3 separate regions of the Mus musculus genome follow, and regions 1 and 2 are each linked to region 3. Evidence: chromatin contacts called from public Hi-C and promoter capture Hi-C data. All regions are on one chromosome and are shown on one strand. The core of a region is the stretch at or near the end of the contact, and the rest is flanking DNA. Distances in the headings are between cores, read along the strand shown.

The links. Promoter capture Hi-C pulls out the DNA fragments that hold promoters and counts their contacts. Hi-C and Micro-C count contacts between places; a contact is called where the count stands out from the background.
Region 1: a contact with region 3 is called in a promoter capture Hi-C map of cranial neural crest. The contact joins the promoter of Arl4d here to the enhancer-like site in region 3. A contact is called at or near these places in 10 of 39 promoter capture datasets (the C10 cell line, the HPC-7 cell line, cranial neural crest and 5 more), 8 of 484 Hi-C or Micro-C datasets (CD4 T cells, differentiating embryonic stem cells, embryonic stem cells and 3 more) and 2 of 115 datasets of contacts at active chromatin or transcription factors (acute myeloid leukemia and embryonic stem cells).
Region 2: a Hi-C map of the G1E-ER4 cell line shows a contact between it and region 3, with 9 times the contacts expected there. The contact joins the promoter of Rdm1 here to the enhancer-like site in region 3. A contact is called at or near these places in 7 of 39 promoter capture datasets (the HPC-7 cell line, cranial neural crest, embryonic stem cells and 4 more), 8 of 484 Hi-C or Micro-C datasets (B cells, the C10 cell line, the G1E-ER4 cell line and 3 more) and 1 of 115 datasets of contacts at active chromatin or transcription factors (CD8 T cells).

Annotation. Positions count from the first base shown.
Region 1 is chr11:101,663,300-101,667,897 of GRCm38.p6, forward strand. It overlaps Arl4d (ADP-ribosylation factor-like 4D), which reads left to right and starts at 2,242. Exons shown (of 2, transcript NM_025404.3): 1 at 2,242-2,338; 2 at 3,249-4,533. The coding sequence starts at 3,351. The coding sequence ends at 3,956.
Region 2 is chr11:101,625,294-101,629,550 of GRCm38.p6, forward strand. Rdm1 (RAD52 motif 1) reads left to right here and starts at 2,656. Exons shown (of 7, transcript NM_025654.2): 1 at 2,656-2,771; 2 at 2,980-3,159. The coding sequence starts at 2,676. It overlaps LOC115487916 (a small nuclear RNA gene), which reads left to right and starts at 2,073; the gene lies at 2,073-2,263.
Region 3 is chr11:87,450,177-87,454,654 of GRCm38.p6, forward strand. All of the region lies in intron 2 of Tex14 (testis expressed gene 14), which reads left to right. Among named protein-coding and RNA genes, the nearest start is that of Rnu3b3, 3.8 kb to the left of the region's middle. Within about 2 kb of position 3,130, at least 43 of the 459 cell types and tissues checked have an H3K27ac peak or open chromatin away from gene starts, as enhancers often do. A contact at or near this core is called in CD8 T cells, the G1E-ER4 cell line and embryonic stem cells, where this site is marked.

The DNA of each region.
Region 1 (4,598 bases), core at 992-3,491, about 14 Mb after region 3:
AGGCTCCTGGACTGCTCGGCAACCCATGTGGCCAATGTTGTGGTAGGGAGGCGACACAGAGGTGGCAAGGCATGCTGGTGTTAAACATGGGGAAACTTTTTTATCAGTCCTGGCTGGAGGTGGCCGGCAGGAAAGGGCTGGACTCTGCCAGTCTGGCAGTGACTTCCCCTCCTCCCTTCCCAATCCTCTTTACGCGTAGCTTTTACTGAGGGTAATCTTGTTGTCCTTTTGGTCACCTTGCCCTTTGTAACATCTCCTCCCCTTCAGGACAACCAGAACTGCGACTAACTGCTAAGCACGATGCCCCACCCAAGTGCTACATTTCTAGAGACCTTTTCAGAAACTTCTAGGTGACCCATTCTTTCCCTCTGAAATCCCTCTGAAGTCCCCATTTGATGATTTGTTAAAAAACAAAAAAAAAAAAAATTGTGTCTTCCTGAGCTGCCGCTGTCTGTCACTCATTATGGAATGTGACCTTTGAGGCTTGAGGTGTCTGTAGCCCTAGAACTCTGGCTGGTGCTGAGGAATGAGCTGTGTTTGATTACTGAGGTACTTGGGGCAGAACCCAGAGTCTGTGCATGCTGGGCAAACTCTCTGCTGCTACGCCATCATGACTGGTTCATCTGTATTTCTGAAATAGGGTCGTGTTAAGTTGCTCGTGCTGGCCTTGAACTCATGATCTAGCCTAGAGAGGTTATCCATGTCTTGTCTCCTGCCTCAGCCTCCAGAGTACCTGGGATAACACTCTGTGGTTATGCCCAGTTGAACTTTGTCTTTTAAAGTCTCTTTTATCGTGCTTTTTAGACAGCATCTCACTGTGTAATGCTGGCTGTCTAACGTAAGACTGCCTCGCCCCAGAGTCTCCCCATGAGAAGACTATTGCCAAGCAGTGAGCATCCTGGCACTGAATTCAGACAGATCTTGCTCAGCCACATATGACCTAAATGTGATCATAACTAAGTCTTTTATCCATCTGCAGCTTTCTGTACCTGTAAGAAACAGACAACAGTCCCTAACATGCTACTGTGAGGTAATGGGGTCCTCCATGCTCTATATGCAGGAAGCTGAGGCCCAAAGATTGTTAGGATGTCCAGGATAGCCTGAGCTACATAATGAGATTCCTATCTCAAAACACACACACAAAAAAACCAAATATAGCTGGATATGATGGCTCATGCCTTTAATCCTTTTTTTTCCTTTTTTTTTCCCGAGATGGTTTCTCTGTGTGGCCCTGGCTGTACTGGAACTCACTCTGTAGATCAGGATGGCCTCGAACACAGAAATCTGCCTGCCACTGCCTCCCAAGATTAAAGGCATGCACTACCACTGCCTGGTTTCATGCCTTTAATCTTAAAGGCAGAGGCAGGTGGATTATTTTGTGTATGAGGCCACCCTAGTCTACATAGTGAGTTCCAGGATAGCTAGGGTTATATAGAAAGACCCTGTCTCAAAAAATACTCCCCCCACCCCCTTATCCCTTGAAGCAATGGCTCAGTGGTTAAGAGCACTTATTACTCTTCCAGCGGACCCAGGTTCGGTTCCCAGCACCCATATGAGGCAGTCACCACTGTCTCTAATTCTGGTTCCAGGAGATCTGACATTTCCTACTGAACACATGGGCATATACTGACCCACTGGCTTAACTGACACTGAGCACTGCTGCCCTTGCAGAGGTCCTGAATCCATTTCCCAGCAACCACATGGTGGCTCACAACCATCTGTAAGGGGATCCGATGCCCTCTTCTGGTGTGTCAGCGTCCCCGTACTCCTATATACATTAAATGGGCTTAGTATTATGAATCAGCTGTATCAGAGCTCCAGGTAAATACTGCTTTGCAAACTAGATGAAGACAGTGACTTGAATGAGTACTACTGAATGAGGTAAGATACGAAAACATGTCAGAATCTCTTCGAGCAGATCTTTAGGTGGAAGGAAAGTATGGGGGGGGGGCAGCCGGATTGAGGGCAAGTGGATGGGGTAGTGTCATTATTAGACATTCCGTTCCATGCTCTCGTCAGGCGCAGCCACGCCTGTTCCTTTAGTCTGTCCCACCTCCCAGCCCTAATGAGTTCCAGGCTCTGTTCCAAATACTGAATAAGGTAGAAAAGATTAAAATAAAGCGGTTCCGGATAGAACGAGCTCTCCATTTCCAGGCTGGGGCTGCAGAGGCTGGCTCAGTCCCCGCCTCCGGGACGCTGATTGGGCCGCGTCGTGTGACGTCACGAGAGGGTTTTTAACGAGGAACCGGAGCAGCGGCACTGCAAAGTCCGCTGTGGCTGAGACGCGACGAGTCGGTGTCTGGTTGGCGTGGCTCGCGGAGAGTGCGGCTGGCTGAAGGTAAAGGAGGGTGTCTGGACCATGCAAAGGCGCCGGCTTGCGGGGCTTAGGGGAGCGGGCGTCGACCGCTGGCTGGAGAGTTGCAGGGCCGTGTGGTGGTGGTCAAAGCGCCCGCAGGGGCGTGCCACCGTTGTGGGTATGCGGTGCTTGTGGGAGCCCGACCCACATCGGTGCTCTTACTTTGGGCACACTGCCCGACCGCCTCCTTCATGCGAGATTTCTCCTCTGGGGAGTGGAGAGCACAGCTTCTGCTTTCTCTCAATCTCGGAGAGGGGTGCAGGGAAACGACCTTACTTCGGATCTTGCCTGCAAGATCCGCACCCTCGAAGATCCTAGTGCCCGAGAGTTTCTCTGACCTCAGGGCCTCTCCTAGGAGTCCCTGGGACAGGAGCACGCCTTGTTACACCTGTAGCTACTTTTTTTATTTTTTATTTTTAAGAAGAGGGGAAGGAGAAAGGCATTGGAGATGGTTTAAAAGCGCCTACCCTAAAACATGAGGACCCTAATTGGTTCCTGAGACCCACATACTCTTGTAAGTTGTCCTGACTTTAACACTCAAGCTGTGAGTGGCTTACACACACGCACAAAATATTTTTTCTTTACTTTGGAAAAAGAGGCACTTAAAAATCTTTTTTTTTTTCTTTTTTGTTTTTCTAGACAGGGTTTCTCTGTGTAGCCCTGGCTGTCCTGGAACTCACTCTGTAGACCAGGCTGGCCTCGAACTCAGAAATCCACCTGCCTCTGCCTCCCAAGTGCTGGGATTAAAGGTGTGCTCCACCACTGCTGGGGCAAACCTTGTTTTAATAAAAGGAATATTTAGAAGGGTAGGGTGCAGGTTTAGGGGAAGGACCCAAAAGTTGCAAATTCGTTTATTCTAAACCTTTCTCGTTTCTTTTTTGGCCTTGTTTAGACACCCCAGCTTGTGCTACCTGCCGTTTTAAGGTCTCCTCTTCTTGGCCTCTGCTGGAGTCCCAGACCTACTCCTGAGGTCCACCCTGCACCCTAGCTCACCATGGGGAACCACTTGACTGAAATGGCCCCTACAGCCTCGTCCTTTCTGCCGCACTTCCAGGCCCTGCATGTCGTCGTCATTGGGTTGGATTCCGCGGGGAAGACTTCCCTTCTTTACCGTCTCAAGTTCAAGGAGTTTGTCCAGAGCGTCCCCACCAAGGGCTTTAATACTGAGAAGATCCGCGTGCCCCTGGGGGGTTCCCGTGGGATCACTTTCCAAGTGTGGGATGTTGGGGGTCAGGAGAAGCTTCGGCCACTGTGGCGCTCCTACACCCGCCGGACAGATGGACTGGTGTTTGTGGTGGACTCTGCAGAGACTGAGAGGTTAGAGGAAGCCAGAATGGAGTTACACCGGATCAGCAAGGCTTCCGACAACCAGGGGGTGCCAGTGCTGGTGCTGGCCAACAAGCAGGACCAACCGGGGGCACTGAGTGCAGCCGAGGTGGAGAAGAGGCTGGCGGTCCGAGAGCTGGCAGCTGCCACGCTCACCCATGTGCAGGGCTGCAGTGCTGTGGACGGGCTGGGCCTGCAGCCAGGCCTGGAACATTTGTATGAAATGATCCTGAAGAGGAAGAAGGCACCTCGGTCGAGCAAGAAGAGACGGTGACCCGAAGCTGCCCCTACCCTACCTGCTAGGGGGTCAGTACACATTATAGTCAGGCAGGGCCCGTGACCTCTCAGCCAGCCTGGGTGCTGGATCTGTCCACCGCAAAGGACTGAAGGAGCATAGGTGGCCCTGTGCGCCGCAGGGGGGAGGGAAGATGAAGTGTCTTCATTGCCCTTCACCTGAAGAGGGTAGGGAGGGGCTGCAAGACCGGAGAAAGATGTAAATGCTAACTCTACCTCCTACCTCGGCCCTGGCTCTCCTGTCCTTCCCTGGCATTTTATTTGGAGATATATTTTTATCTTTGCAGGGGGAGGGTGTGTAGAAGGTTATCCAGAGAGTGCATTTGGGGGTGAATTGAGAACATCTCCACAGTCGAGGAGAGGGGTCTCCTCAGCTGCTCTTCTCACAGCTGTTCTGTGTCTGTGAAAATGCCAAGAATTCTCCCCACAATTGTAGATCCCCGGCCCTTTTTATAAGCCTCGAGTGTCCTCTGTATTACTGTATTTTGTTTGTTTTTTGGGTTTTTTTTTTTTTTTATCATTTGCCTGTAAGTTATTAAAGCTGGATGATTCTGGTTCTTGTTTTGATCTGGTAACTTCCTCTCACCTTCCTTAGCTAGCCCCGTGGAGTTTGGGATTTGCC
Region 2 (4,257 bases), core at 1,406-3,905, about 14 Mb after region 3:
ATAGTTTCTAAGTGGCTGCCTGAAGCCTGAGGTTTTCTCTAGTAACTAACTTACCTGGACCTGCCCAGTTCTTAGGCCTAGTTTCCTAGACTGCCAATCTGAAGCCTGTCATGGAGTCAGCCTGTCTCATAAGTAGTGTATGACACTGTCTGGGGGAGGCATGAACAAAGCCCTCTTTCATCCCAGAAAAAGCATTGACAATACATTAAAGAAATGATTTCCCCTAGTCTAACTTGGTGAACAGGTGAGTTTATTGGGGTTATGTACAGGAGCAAGGTAGTTACTTATAACAGCATGATGTACGGCCAGAAAGTCCAGCTTCATGATACCTGCACTCCTGGAGCTCTCTGAAAGAACTCACAGGCAGCTGGGCTAACTGGGAGAGTCTCCTCTGCTGAGTAATGGTTACTGCTGCTCACACAAGGTTGAAGGAAGGGCTTTGGTTTTTTTGTTTGTTTGTTTTTTTGTTTTTTGTGGGTTTTTTTTTTTTTTTTGGTTTTTTGAGACCGGGTTTCTCTGTATAGCCCTGGCTGTCCTGGAACTCACTCTGTAGACCAGGCTGGCCTTGAACTCAGAAATCCGCCTGCCTCTGCCTCCCAAGTGCTGGGATTAAAGGCATGTGCCACCACGCCCGGCTTTGTTTGTTTTTTGTTTTTCTTTTTTACAGGGTTTCTCTGTGTAGCCCTGGCTGTCCTGGAACTCACTTTGTAGACCAGGCTGGCCTCGAACTCAGAAATCTGCCTGCCTCTGCTTGCTGGGATTAAAGGCATGCGGGACCACGCCCGGCGGGGGTTGGGGGGAGGGCATTATGACTCCTGAAGGTTCCTGAAGCTTTTACTTCCTGAGCTTTGTTTGTTTGTTTGTTTGGTTTTTCGAGACAGGGTTTCTCTGTGTAGCCCTGGCTGTCCTGGCACTCACGTTGTAGACCAGGCTGGCCTCGAACTCAGAAATCTGCCTGCCTCTGCCTCCCAAGTGCTGGGATTAAAGGCGTGTGCCACCACGCCCGGCTTCTTCCTGAGCTTTGTAAATTTTATTCACTTCTTGTGCCTTTTAGATTTTTTTCTTACATTTACTTATGTATGAATGTCCACACACACACACACACACACATACGTCATGTAAATATGTATGCCACAGGTGTTCCTGCTGGCTCCTCTAGAACGAAGGTTAAAGATAACTGTGAGCCACCATCGGGTGTTGGGAATCGAACCTGGATCTTCTTCCAATCTATAGAACGTGATGACCCTGCCTCAAAACAGAATAGCGATATATTTTTAGATAATGTATGATATGAAATTTAATATGATTAGGGAGTTCCTGGCTGACCCATGCCAAAGTGCCCCCTTGAGAAATGACGCCAAGCAACAGATCTGGTGGGGAGTTATTTGGGGGAAGAGAGGGGAGGGAGGGCTTGGAGAAGGGGTTGAGGTAGATGAACAGATAGGCAGACAGAGGGGAACAGAGTCACGAGGGCAGAGAAAGCAGGGGACAGAGAAGGAGAGAATGGGGGCTGGGGCCAGAGACCGCAAGGAACACGTGGGAACAGAGAGAGCTGGAGTGGTGAAGCAGTCGTTATCACCACACCTGAAGAAGCACCATAAGCTGGTTGCTTGATCCTAGGGAGGAGCCTAGCGGAATCGCCTGTAAACTAATAAATTAAGCAGAAAATCGAAAGGCCCCTTTTCCTCAAGGACCTTTTGTTGTGGGTGTGGTCTGAAAGACTGCGAAGAAGAACCTGGTTGTATCGCAGGGAAAGGTCAATACGTCCCCTCTGCGCCCCGGTTGCGCTCTACAGCGCAGAAGCGGAAAAAGCAGTCCAGGTTCGAGCTTTCGGCGCGCTTGGGCGGGGCATGCAAATAACTGCTCTGTGGAACTCTGGGAGCAAAAACAAAAAACTGCAACCAAAACTTCTCGGCCTCCTTGAATCTTACAGGCTTTTCGTGGCGTAAAGGTGGTGTACTCAATGAAGAGGAGAGTCTGTGTTGGCTGCATGTTTGAGTCGGTTGGTTGGTGACTGTGAATTAAAGGTGTGGTCGGTGTTGAGTGTATGGGGCGTGTGGGCGTAGTTCGGTATCGCTTCTCGGCCTTTTGGCTAAGATCAAGTGTAGTATCTGTTCTTATCAGTTTAATATCTGATACGTCCTCTATCCGAGGACAATATATTAAATGGATTTTTGGAAGTAGGAGTTGGAATAGGAGCTTGCTCCGTCCACTCCACGCATCGACCTGGTATTGCAGTACCTCCAGGAACGGTGCACCCCCTCTGGGGAGTAAAGTTGGTTTTAAAGTCAGAGCATGGTGATTGTAGGGCAGTCCAGCTTTTTAAATATGTCTGTGTTTTCTTCTTCTTAACTTTCGTTAGTTTGTATCCTGATTGGGTTGTGTACACGATAACTGAGTTCTCGTTTGCGCCAGAGCTGGAGAGATGGCTTAGTGGTTAAGAGTACCGACTGCTTTTCCAAAGGCCCTGTGTTCAGGTCCCAGCAACCACATAAATAAATAAATCTTAGGAAAAAAAAAAAGAAAAAAGAGTGTAGCACTGGAGCTAATGTGGGGTGGAAACATTTTAAATATGTGCTTTGTGGGAAGTTTTAAGGAAATCGTTAAGCTCCGCCCTTTACTTGTGAGGGTTTAAATTTCGCGGTAGTAGCTTGCGCAGGCGCACTGGCTTTACCATGGCGGAGTTGATCTCTTTCGTAGTTCCCACCCAGAGCGACAAAGTTTTGTTGGTGTGGGATCTGAGCACTGGGCCCCCAGCCGAAGCCTTAAGTGTGAGGGGCTGCGCGGAGAGGGCAGGGGAAGGGAGTGGGGGGACAGGAGGCGTGGGCCCCGCGTGGGCGCAGAGGAACGGGGAGCCAGCGAGGGCTTGTCTCCTCCTTAGATGAAGCCCCAGTGAAGGGAGTGCTTCCAGCGGAGAAGGGCGGGATCTGGGCTTGAAGTGAGGTAGGGGGTCAGCACTCACTGGTGGGCCTCCCACAGCATTCTCTGTTCACAGTGTTCTCTCAGTTTGGCCTTCTGTATTCAGTCCGAGTCTTCCCGAACGCTGCAGTGGCTCGTCCTGGTTTCTACGCCATCATCAAGTTTTACTCCTCGCGGGACGCACAGAGAGCCCAGAAGGCTTGCGATGGGAAACCCCTTTTTCAGACATCACCAGTGAAGGTGTGTGCAAATGCAGGCTTCAGGATAACGTTCCGAGTTCTGCAGTGAGTAGCTAGAGACTCTGTGGTGCCCTGATTCACCCGGTGCTTCCAGATGCGTTTTCACTGATCCTCTGGCCTCAGGTATCCTAGGTGATGGTTAGGTGATAAAAGGTTCATCATGAGAGTAATTGTGGTCAAACCCAAGAGTTCCAATGAAAATCCCATGTCGTATGTTACATTTACATTTATTATTTACATTATTTATAAACATTTTCTATTTTATTTGGACTTAAAATGTGTTTGACCAACTGCCAGTTTTAATATAATGGATGCTTTATTGTCATCACTGTAAAATAGAACTTCCTTCAGGTTCCAGAGGTGGGGAAAGCATCCTTTAGTACATTGTAGCCTTCATTCCATATTAACATAGAACCCGTTCCCCCAGAGCCTCAGCACATCTCACCATGTTTCTCAATTCCACCACCTGTCCTTTCAATTTCTGATTGGCCACTTTTGATGTATCAACCTGCTGCTGACCCAGCTTCTTATTCTTATCCATATTGCTTTTTTTTTTTTTTTTTAAGATTTATTTATTATATGTAAGTACACTGTAGCTGTCTTCAGACACTCCAGAAGAGGGCGTCAGATCTTGTTACAGATGGTTGTGAGCCACCATGTGGTTGCTGGGATTTGAACTCTGGACCTTCGGAAGAGCAGTCGGGTGCTCTTACCCACTGAGCCATCTCACCAGCCCCCATATTGCTTTTCTTTTCTTCTCCCTTGAACCTTGATTAAATCTGAGAACTGCAGTTAGTAGTGACCCCAAGTGAATTTTCTCTACGTCCATACATGATGCAAGACCTTTTTCTATCTTAGATCACCCACTTCCAGGTCCTGAGGTGATTTGCTTGCCAGTCATTCTTTAAGGAATTTGATTGGTATGTTTCTAACCTATGGCCACATCTCAGCCATTTAGATACTGTATGTGGAACTGGGAAGATTACAAAGTGGTGAGTCTCCCGTGCTCTTGAAACAGATCATTTAATAAACTTTAGGTTCTGATAGAGTGATGAAGGATATGTTAACAATCACAGATTACAGGGCTAGAGAGATGGCT
Region 3 (4,478 bases), core at 1,880-4,379:
GCCCTCTTCTGGAGTGTCTGAAGACAGCTACAGTGTACTTACATATATTAATAAATAAATCTTTAAAAAAAAACAAAAACAAACAAACAACAACAAAAAAAAAAAAAAAACGAAGACGTAACAGGAAGAAACTTATTTTACCATGCCACAGCTCCAGTGAGCTACAGGCTAGTATGGTTTACACAGAACTCAGAGAACAACTGGTGAGAATCCATTTTCACCTTGCACTATATATATGGGTCCTGTAATTGAAGTCAGGTCACCATGCTTCCTAGCAAGTTCCTTTACCCGCTGAGCTATGTCACCAGCCCTCAAAAGCTTCTATTTTATTTTTTAAAGATTTGTTTGTTTGTTTATTTTATGTAGCTGTAGCTGTCTTCAGACACACAAGAAGAGGGCATCAGCCATTACAGATGGTTGTGAGCCACCATGTGATTGCTGGGAATTGAACTCAGGACCTCTGAAAGGGCAGTCCTTAACCGCTGAGGCATCTCTCCAGCCCCCTCAACAGCTTTTAAATAGTTGTTTTTTGTAATTTGTTAATTAAGTTAAATCACTAGTTTCTTTAAAATTAAAATATGTTCAGCTATTTTAAATAATTGTATGCAAAAGCATTGAAAATGCATTCATGTGTCTTTGCAGGGACTGTGGCTTGGTTCCCAGCACCTACCCACACCAAGTGTCTTACAGTTGCTTTTCATTTTCGCTTCAGGGGATTCATTGTCCTTTTCTGGCCTCTGCAGGCAATTAAACACTCATGTATACAAACCTCCACACAGACAACTATAGACATATAGTTAAAAACAACAACAACAACTTAAGCTGGAAAGATGGCTCAGTGATGAAGAACATGTTTTGGGCCAAGCGGTGGTGTCATAAACCTTTAATCCCAGCACTTGGGATGCAGAGGCAGGTGGATTTCTGAATGTAAGGCCTGCCTGGTCTACAAAGTGAGTTACAGGACAGCCAGGGCTACACAGAGAAACCCTGTGTCGAAAAAAAAAAAAAAAAAAAACATTTTTTGGGGGTGGGGACGGGGGTGGGGGTCGGGGAGTGGTTGTGGATGAGGGGTGGGGGTGTAGCCCTGGTTCACCAGAACCAGCTCTAGCTCGGTAAACCAGACTGTCTTTGAACTCCCAGAGGTCTGAGGTGAAAGAACCACAACTGTCTTGCTAACACACAGTACTCACACAGCTCATGCAGAAGTCCTGAGTTTAGTTCCACATCAGGTGTCTCCCAACTACCTGTAACTTCAGCTCAAAGCAATCTGGTGCTCTCTCTACATTTCATGGGCACCTGACTCATATACACTTAGGCACATGCACATATAGATAATTTAGAAAGATAAATCTTTAAATAATAAAATAGAAATCTGGGGCTGGAAAGATGGCTCATTGGGTAAGAGCACTGACTGCTCTTCTTCGGTAGGACTTCAGCTCAGATTTCTAGCACCCACATGATGGTTGACAGCTGTCTGTAACTCGAGTTTCAGGACATCACATGCCCTTTTTTTTGCTTCTGAGTACACCTGGCACAGACATACTTGGAGGCGAAATACTCATACACATAAAATAAAAATTAATTTTAAAGAAATCTTTTAAAAATTCATTTATGTAAAATTTTGTAGGAGCTAGAACCATGGTAAAACATTATCTGTCTATTAGATAAAGAGTGACTTGGCAGCATCTACATGAGCAGGTCAGATTGCCTTCAGCGACCTTTTTTTAATTTTAATTTTTAAAAGATTTACTATATGTTTGCGAGTCTGTGCCTCCCATGTTTGAGTGCATGAAGAAGCTAGAAGATGATCCAGGCTTCGTGAAGCCAGAGTTACAGGTAATTGGGAGCCACCTGACCTGGGTGCTGGGGTCTAAAATCGCAGCCCCTCTGGAAGAGCATGAAGTGCTCTTCAAAGCTGAGTCACTCACCAGCCTGCATTTCCTTTTCATTTGCTCTTTTTCTCTTTTTCACTCACATATTAGCATAAAGACCATTCTTAGGTACTGTGTATATACTATGTGAAAGATTCACGATAACATAGCATTTTTATGACGTCTTTCTATTATTTAATCTGAAACAAACCACGTAGAACTCTGGTGTAATAAAAGCTTTGAAGTTGAAATATATATGCCAGGAAGCATATACAAGTTCAGTTTAAACAAGTTTGGGTGGTATGTCAGTTGAGATTTCCTGAAGGAAATAATAATTGAGCTGAATTCAGAAAACCTTCAAGAACTGAAGCTGACAGGGGTCTTTGAAACACTGAATCAAGAAAACATCTTCAGGGGAACATCCTCTTCCCCTGCCCTTGGGTGTTTTTGTTACTGAGGAATCATTTCTTTTTCTTTTTTTTTAAAGATTTATTTATTTATTATATGTAAGTACACTGTAGCTGTCTTCAGACACTCCAGAAGAGGGCGTCAGATCTTGTTACAGATGGTTGTGAGCCACCATGTGGTTGCTGGGATTTGAACTCTGGACCTTCGGAAGAGCAGTCGGGTGCTCTTACCCACTGAGCCATCTCACCAGCCCCGAGGAATCATTTCTTTTTTTTTTTTTTTTAAGATTTATTTATTTATTATATGTAAGTACACTGTAGCTGTCTTCAGACACTCCAGAAGAGGGTGCCAAATCTCGTTACGGATGGTTGTGAGCCACCATGTGGTTGCTGGGATTTGAACTCCAGACCTTCGGAAGAGCAGTCGGGTGCTCTTACCCACTGAGCCATCTCACCAGCCCGGAATCATTTCTATACCAAGTGTCTGGTCGTATGCTGCATCCTCTTCTGAGCACAGAGCTGGGTGGTCCTCCGTGTTGCTTTACTGCAGTGTTCATTTACATGTGATGGTCGTTCCTTTGGGAAACCTTTGAGAGGGAGAGACATTGTCTGAGTGGTTCATATTACAAATTAATTTGTTTGGAAGGTGTGCATGCCTTCATTCCCAGTACTCAAGAGACAGAGGTAGACAGATCTCTGTGAGTTTAAGGCCAGCTTTGGCTACAGTGTGAGTGCTAGGACAGAAATGAAACCCTGTCTTAAAGAAAGGAAATTTAGAAAGAAAGGGGAGAGGGAGAGGGCTACCTGTGAAGGAAGTCTAGGCTGGTCTTGAAGTGGCCGTCTTTGCCCCAGCTTCCTGAGTGCTGATGTCAGAAGCATTAGCAGGCAATGCCTGGCTTTGCTGTTGTGCTTTGTTGTAGCGTTGGCAATTTTTTGCTTGCTTTCCTGTTGAGTCTGGCCAGCGGCTCACATGTTTGGGTTCAAGCCTGGAAGGCATCTTGGAATCTGGAAGAAAAAGAGGGAACTAGGCGGCCCGAGAAAGGATGGAACCAAGACATTAGTCTGATCAAGGTTCAATTTTACTATTCAGAGACTCGGGGTTATGAAGAAGGGGGAGGGGCCCATTCCCGCCAAATCATCCTAGGAGTCCAGTTGCAGGTGACCACGTGTTGGCTCCGGAACAGCTAGGCGGCAGGCAGCAGCAGTGGGAGTGGCAGAACGATAGGGCGGCAGGTCCACCCCATGCTCTCTTCCTGCTAACAGTGAAACCTGAGCAGCCAGGTTTCAGGCTGGGGGAAGAGGTTACACTTTCCTTCTATTGTTTTCTAGAAAGTGTGTGTGGGATTGCTTTGGTGAAGAATTACTTCTGGTTGGTGGTTTTGTTTTCCTTATTTAATAGCTGGTAACCCTTCAACAGTTTTTCAGCCTGAATTTGTTTTTCTGTGACTTAGAGACATGTGGTGACAGTATAATGTGGGGTTGCTGTAAGGATTGTGTTAGATAAGACACTATAGTAGTTCAGTAATCCTTTCCCCATTCTGAAAAGCTTCCTCCCTCCAGTTATAAATCTGTCTCTCGTCCTGTCTTCAAGCAAGCTCTCCACCACTGAGAGATACATGTCCCCAATATGTTACCTTTGAAGTCTCTCCTTCACCCTGCCCCCATCTTAATGAGTCATAGGAACTTACCTTCTAGAACAGTCAGAGTTTGTCCATTTCTTTAGCAGTGCCTGGTGCCTCTCAGAGATGCCTTGTGCCAGTCTCAGAACTGCTATCTACAGCTTCCCATCTCTCAGTGACTTCCCTTCACAAAATGTATTTGTATGGTGGTACATGCTAAAGCAAGAGGACTTTTTGTTTGTTTTGGTTTTTTTTGAGACAGGGTTTCTCTGTGTAGCCCTGGCTGTCCTGGAACTCACTCTGTAGACCAGGCTGGCCTTGAACTCAGACATCTGCCTGCCTCTGCCTCCCAAGTGCTGGGACTAAAGGCGTGTGCCACCACTGCCCGACTAAGGCAAGAGGATCTTAAGTTCAAAGCTAACTGTGGCTACAAAATGAGCTCTGTAGTTAGGCTCTGTATCAAGCAAAGGAATTGGGAAGTGTTGGTACAGGCCTATAATCCCATTTGTCTGGATGCTAAGGCAGAAAGAGCACAGGTTCAAAGCCTGCCTAGGCTACAGAATTACTTCAGTGCTGGTAAG